Linked DNA regions of Mus musculus: region 2 is linked to region 1. The links are chromatin contacts, called in public HiChIP or PLAC-seq maps. All regions are on one chromosome and are shown on one strand. The core of a region is the stretch at or near the end of the contact, and the rest is flanking DNA. Distances in the headings are between cores, read along the strand shown.

Region 1 (3,295 bases), core at 523-3,022:
ATTACTGGAAAAAAGACTTCTTCAAACTATAATCTGGAAAGTCACATTCTCTTTTAGATAATGGTATAAGACTTTTGTTAGGATAATCTGACTTCTAGAAGACAGATCAATGTTAAAGTTGTACCAGAACTGAGTTTATGAGCTGGCCCAAGAGGACTAACAACAGTGGTAGGTAGGTGTGTCTGGGTGGAAAAAACACAAAATAAGGCTGGCTATCCTGTGAAACTCCCTGGGCAGCCAGCTCATCAGTCTATTCTCAGATCACATTATTATTACTGTTGTTGTCGTTGTTGGTTGTTGTTCCTGTTGTTTGTGTGTTGAGACAATTCCTTGGTATGTAGTTCAAGGTGGGCTCAGGTTCCTGACTGCTGGGACTATGGCCACATTAGTTCTTAACTAGTTGTAGTCAAATATAAAATCTCAACACATCAAAGACACACTAAAAATTATGTTCTTAAGACAGTCTCTCTCTCTCTCTAGCTCAAGCTTATCCAGCACCTGCCATCCTCCTGCTTGCTCTGTCTGCACCTGGCTCCCCCCTGGCAACTCTAGTTTGGTATATAAGGAGTTCCCAAATACTTAGCAGCTCTCAAACCATTCTAGAGTCCAACCAGGCTGTGGAATGCCCTCTTTACATCTCAAAAAGACCTGTAATCAGAGATTCCCCTACTGGGTTATTTTTTTTGAGACTCTATTTCACAGGATTTACTACTTACTAAACGATACGAAAAAAAAAAAGATAATGAAAACATTAATCACAGTTGCTATATAGACCACTTACTTGAAAATGTTTAAAAATTAATTCAGGATTGAAGTATAACTGAAAAGGTGTGATCAATTCCAACTGCTGAAATGGAAAAAGAGCTTCTTGAAGCCGATCAACCGCAAAACAAAATTTCATCATGAACCACGAAGGATGAGTAGATCTAATCATTTCTGTCCCTTGGAATACATTTCTGTCTTGCTTGTGACAGCTGGTAAGAGATTCTTTAGAATTTGCACAACCGTTTTGTATAAACACACAATGTCAGTTTGATGTTGCAATATTTGAGGATGCTATAAGGCAGGCGGGTGAGCATATTTTAGAGACAAGCCAACAGCATCTTTTACAAATCTGTGCGTCACGTGGTCACCACCTCAGCTAGGTGAGACAACTCGGAATAAGGGGTTTAACTAAGACCCTGCTACCATTAGGGATAGGTACAAGCGGCCAGACACTTATATCCATAGGCCGTCTTTTGAAAGATGTTTCCAGATAGCTCGAGATTTCTATACTCAATATAATAGTCTGTGAACCTAGCGGACCTCACTCCCACTAGTCACCTGGACCTCTCAGACACATTTTTGGGTGGGCGGCTCCCGCACTTCTGATTCACTACAGGTCTGGATTTCATTTGTCTGAAACTGACCTGGCCCTTCACGAAGGGGCACACCCTTCTCAGGTCACTGGCTTGGCACCCTTGGGAATATCCCAAACCCTAGAGTCAGCTCCGGATGTCTCCACCCACCCCTGGGACCAGACCCACTGGGCTTCTCCGCGGCCCAAACCCGTTTTCTGAAGACGCAGTCATAGCTAGCCTGGAAAAAGAGGATGTGGCGCCACAGCTGCTCACCACGGCCGCGGTGGTGAGGACGCAGGCGGTAGTATAGGCGCGGCTGACCGGCGGGATCTGCAGGTACTCCAGCCGGAGGCTCTGGTACGCCATCTTTCCCACCGCGCCTGCCCCCCTTCCCCTTCCGCCAGTATGCCAGGCGGCGGGGCGGACTCAAAGCTGGCCTTCAGCCTACCCACTCCTGTCCAATCAGCGCTGCGTACTCGGACAGCCACCAATCGCTGGCGCCTTGGGGCCGCTCACCCACCAATCAAGAGTTGCGCCTCTGCGTCGGTCCATCCTTACTTCTCCGCCTACCAACGCAGAGAGAAGGACCAGTTCCGTCCGCCAATCCCTGCCGGCCACAGCTAGCTTTCCCTCCTTGTCGCCTTCCTTTTACCAATCGCAGTGGCTCCTTTTGACCCACGGCTAGCCAATCAGGAGTGCGATCCAGCCCGCCTTGGCGTTCGTTCGCAGAGGCAGGTCTCAGTCGATTCGGAGGAGCCGGTGTTACCGCCTTCTTCCAGCCGCTGAGTGTAGCTTGAAGGAAGTGGCGGGAAGCCGGTGTGGGGCGGAATCCATCACTCCCGGGATCGCTTCGGTAGGGGCTGTGTGCTCTCCGAGGAGGAGCGGAAAGGGCGGGACCGAGGAGTGGCGTCGGGGCGGCGGAGCGTTCTGTAGGGAATCCCTCCGGTCTGGCCGGCCTGGGTACGGAGACCTAGAGTTCCCGGCATGCATCGCGGCCGCGGGGTAGTACGGGAGCTGGAGCTGAAGGAAGCGCTTCCCGTTCTGCGGTTTCTGGGCCTTGTCTGTGGCGGTCGTAGGCTCTGAAGTCCATTACATTCGTCGAGACGGTGTGAGGACCTCTCATGTTTATCTTCAGCCGCAGGAACTCTAATCTAGCAGAGAAGAGACGGTAGATGAAGGGAAAGCGGAGGCGGTTCTTCAGGGATGTGTATTCGAACTGGCTCTGGAATCTGCGCCTACTGCATGCTTACTTGAAGGAAAGAAAATAGAATTAGATTGGGCTGGAGCAAAGACTATCCTGACCGTGGCAGACGTGTTCAGTAAGTTATAAAGAAGCTTTAAAAATTGTGGGACAAAAAAATGCGACCGTCAAGACTGGTAGGAACCAAGTAAAAAGTTGGAGAGAATGGCATTTAGAAGGAAGACTAGAAAGCTGAAAGTAGTTGAACCGACCTGTGGCTCCTAGCCACTCTGAAGGCTGAAGCCAGAGGATTTGTTCCATCCTGAAGTTCTAGGCCAGTGTGGACAACGTAGAATGGGAGCAAACACTGGGGAGTGGTCTTAGCAACTTGTTGGTAAAACTGCATCTTTATAGCTACTGCCTCATTATAGCATTGGCAGTGTCCAACAGAGAAAAGGCAACATTGGAACTTTTCTCAAAACTGGAAGTTTGGATGTAGGTATTTGGTTATGTAATCATGGCGCATCAATCCAGGAATGGTGAAAACTTGGAGGCAAAGTTAGAGTGCAAACTTAAGAGAATTATAGGGTGCAAGTGGTCAGTTGATTGGGTAATTTGTAACAGATGACCAATCTATTCAGATAATGAAAATACAGTCTTTAGGAAAGTCATCTCAATAGAAACAACATATGTGAAGGTGGAAGGTGGAGGTAGTTTCAGTGTCCAAACAGTATGCGAAGCCATATGGTCTTAGTCTTCAAAATACAGTGTGGGT
Region 2 (3,295 bases), core at 537-3,036, 980 kb after region 1:
GGCCACCCAACCAGAAGGGAGCCTAAGAAATAGTATCCAGCTGAATAGCCATCCAGGAAGCAGAGGGGAAATTGTTTTGGTGAATTTGATTTGTCTTTATTGTCAAGTTTAATTGATTTTGGAATCACTTAGGAGTCGCACCTCTGTGTATGTATGAGACTGCTTCCAGAGAAATTTAGCTGAGGAGGGAAGACCTGTCCTTAATACAGATAATGCCATCCATGAGCTGGAGTCCTGTACAGAGAGAGAGAGAGAGAGAGAGAGAGAGAGAGAGAGAGAGAGAGAGAGAGAGAGAGAGAGCATCTCCCTGCTTCCTGACAGCAGACATGGTGTGTCGCCTCACACTCCTGCCTCCATGATAAAAGTACCTTTCAAGTATTTTTTTTCTTCCTTTAAGATGCTTTTATCAACTATTTTAATTATTACAACAATAAGAAAAGTGGCTGTTACTGTGAACAACAGCACTGTGGCCACAACCTACTTTCTACCACTCAAAAGGTTACTGGAGAGAGAGCCCTTCCAAGACAGGTAAGTTAGGCAGACTAGTTGTTGTTGTTGTTCTAACAGAATACCTTATGCTAGATACTTTGTAAATAAGAACACAATTTGGGAAGCTGAAGAACAAAACCTGAGTGGCCCTATCAATTCAGCTTCTGGTGAGGGCTCCCTGAATGTGTTACAACATGGCAGAGGAGCTAAAAGAGAAACAGCTTATGAATGCAGAAAAACCCAAGCCCGTGAAGTGACCTCAATTTATAACAATTCACTCTCTGGAACTGGAGTTACAATTGCTTGTGAGCTGCCCTGTGGTTGCTGAGACTCAAACCCAAGCAAGAGCGGCCAGTGTTCCCAATTACAGAGCCACCTCTCCAGTCCCTTGAACACTAACGTCTAAGTTGGGGTTTGTATTCTTGCACAAAGCATCACGACCAAGAAGCAAGTTGGGGAGGAAAGGGTTTATTCAGCTTATACTTCCAAACTGCTGTTCATCACCAAAGGAAATCAGGACAGGAAGTCACACAGGGCAGGAACTTGGAGGCAGGAGCTGAGGCAGAGGCCATGGAGGGATGCTGCTTACTGGATTGCTCTCCCTGGCTTGCTCAGCCTGCTTTCTTATAGAACCCACGAACACAAGCCCAGGGATGGCACCACTCACAATGGGCCCTCCCACTTTTGATCACTAACTGAGAAATGCCTTAGAGCTGGATCTCATGGAGGCATTTCTTCAAGGGAGGCTCCTTTCTCTGTGATAACTCCAGCTCAAGTTGACACACAAAACCAGTTACCACACCCATTTCAACACCCGCACACTGGGTAACAACCCCCCTAACACTTGACAACTGGGATACAAGCCACATCTACCTGTGTGGGATCAGCGGGGAAGAGCCTTCCAGAAGTGAAGACATTCCAAAACCCAGTCCCAAAAAAATAAAGCAAAGGGGACACATGATCTGAGAATAGGGACAAGCAATCTGAGAGCTAGTGAACTGCCTTGCACGGCTGGTGAAGAAAGGCTGGTGACGGAGGTAGAGATCCCTGAAGCCTACCATGAGGGGGACAGAGTATCCCACAAACCCTAAGAACTCTGGAGAGCTTACAGTGCGTTCAGGCTTTTACATTGCAACAATTCTATTTTCCTACGCCGTGCAGACACTCATCTGGCTCCTTCCCCTGCATTTGGAATTAATACAGATCGGTGTGCCCTAAAGGCTGGGCTAGAGGCAGCCTCTGAACAGCGCGCTGAGGAGAGTCTCAAGGGGTGACTAAGGCTGCACTCCAGGAAACAGGAAACTGGCAGAGGCAGGAAGTCCTGTGTGGCTGGAGCCCAACTCAAAAACTCTTCTCCTATCTGAGTCATAGCAAGACAAAGGCTGCTGTTGCCCAGCAACAGAAGCCCCAGCTCCGGGCTTGGATTCCAGCTGGCTAACCCTTCCCCTTCGGAGGAGGGGAATCTGATTTCCAGCTTTCTTTCTCACCTTCCTAAACTCACCTGCACCAAGCTACCTGACATTCAGCCTGTCCCAAAAAGCACCAGCTTGGGATGGAGGGTACAGAGTCTGCTGGGGCCTCGCCCAAGGGAGCACAGCTAACTAGTAGCAGACCCGAGCTGGGAGTACCAGGTGTTCTGGCTTCTTCCTTTCCTGCGTGAGACCTCTTTATCCACCAGGTGCAAGCCGGAAGTGCCTATGGCAAAAACATTGACGGCGTAGGAAAGAAAGATTGGTTCCAAAAGATGAAAAGAAAACCGAAAGATCAAATTGATTAAAACGTCGAAAGCTTATAAAGTTGGCCATTGCACAGGATTCGTGAATGGAGCGGTATAAAATGTATAATTGAACAGTCCCTTTTGACCAAGTCGTTTCTAAAGCAAATTTATTTTTTTAAAAAAAATCATTTGGTTTGTTGTAGCAAGAAATAAACCCGCACCTAATGAGAGATAAATATTATATATGACAAGAGAAGCTTCCAGAAGTAAGACGGTAACAACTCAGTGGAGGCTCTACACGGTACTAACCAAACCATCCTCTGGTAGACAGGGCTTTGAGTTAGAGCCTGAGCTAAAAGCTATCCCGGAGCAACTGAGTCCCGGCGAACTCTCCTCTCCTGAATCCCAAAGCTTGGTGTATAGCTAACTGAGCTGCAGTCTCGTCTCAGAGACAGCCGCTTCCCTGACTGAGCATGCTCACTGCAGCTCCCAACAGCCTGCAGAATCCGCTGATCCTATTAGTGATAAGGGGGCCAGGGAAAAGCCCAATCTCGTGTTGCAAACAGATTATGTTGATGGAAACAAGATAGAGGCTAGGTGCTCAGCGGCAGCGGGGTGCCTGGGAGCAGCTTCCCTATAGAAACAAGTAAGCACACCCATGCTGCCTGGGGAAACGGAAGATGAAGGTGCTGTAATCTCATTTTTAGTGAGATGATCTCCACATGCCTGAGGAGTCAGCTCCCCACCCCCACCCACCTTCAGAAGGCCTCTGGAGAGAAGTTTAGGGAAGCATATATGGGGTAGGGGGACACAGGCTCAGGACCTGGAGCCCTGGGCTCTACTCCTGGATATGATCAAACTAGCTGACATCAGCAGATAAATAGTTCACCCCTCTGAATCTCAATTCTCTTTGTGTATTAGATGGCAGGAGGGAAAGAGATGACCAACTCCACACTTACATCCAGCACTAAGAGGCCATGAAGGTTAGCTTCTCTCTGCATCCATGTAGTCCAGGTGCTCTGAGGTCTGAGTAATCCCAAAATCCCATCGGCCCTGCAGTAAAGGCTTCCTGGTCCCTATCTCTGGTTG

The links. HiChIP or PLAC-seq counts read pairs in DNA pulled down with a chosen protein or histone mark.
Region 2: an H3K27ac HiChIP or PLAC-seq map of the NIH/3T3 cell line shows a contact between it and region 1, with 8 times the contacts expected there. The contact joins the enhancer-like site here to the promoter of Derl2 in region 1. A contact is called at or near these places in 2 of 39 promoter capture datasets (cranial neural crest and hippocampal neurons), 7 of 115 datasets of contacts at active chromatin or transcription factors (the NIH/3T3 cell line, astrocytes, embryonic midbrain and 4 more) and 1 of 9 other capture datasets (embryonic stem cells).

What each region holds. Positions count from the first base shown.
Region 1 is chr11:71,017,531-71,020,825 of GRCm38.p6, forward strand. Derl2 (Der1-like domain family, member 2) reads right to left here and starts at 1,773. Exons shown (of 7, transcript NM_033562.4): 1 at 1,614-1,773; 2 at 782-847. The coding sequence starts at 1,706. Mis12 (MIS12 kinetochore complex component) reads left to right here and starts at 2,081. Exons shown (of 3, transcript NM_025993.3): 1 at 2,081-2,659.
Region 2 is chr11:71,994,310-71,997,604 of GRCm38.p6, forward strand. No RefSeq gene overlaps it. Among named protein-coding and RNA genes, the nearest start is that of Gm46262, 25 kb to the left of the region's middle. Within about 2 kb of position 1,787, at least 214 of the 459 cell types and tissues checked have an H3K27ac peak or open chromatin away from gene starts, as enhancers often do. A contact at or near this core is called in the NIH/3T3 cell line, hippocampal neurons and pancreatic cancer cells, where this site is marked.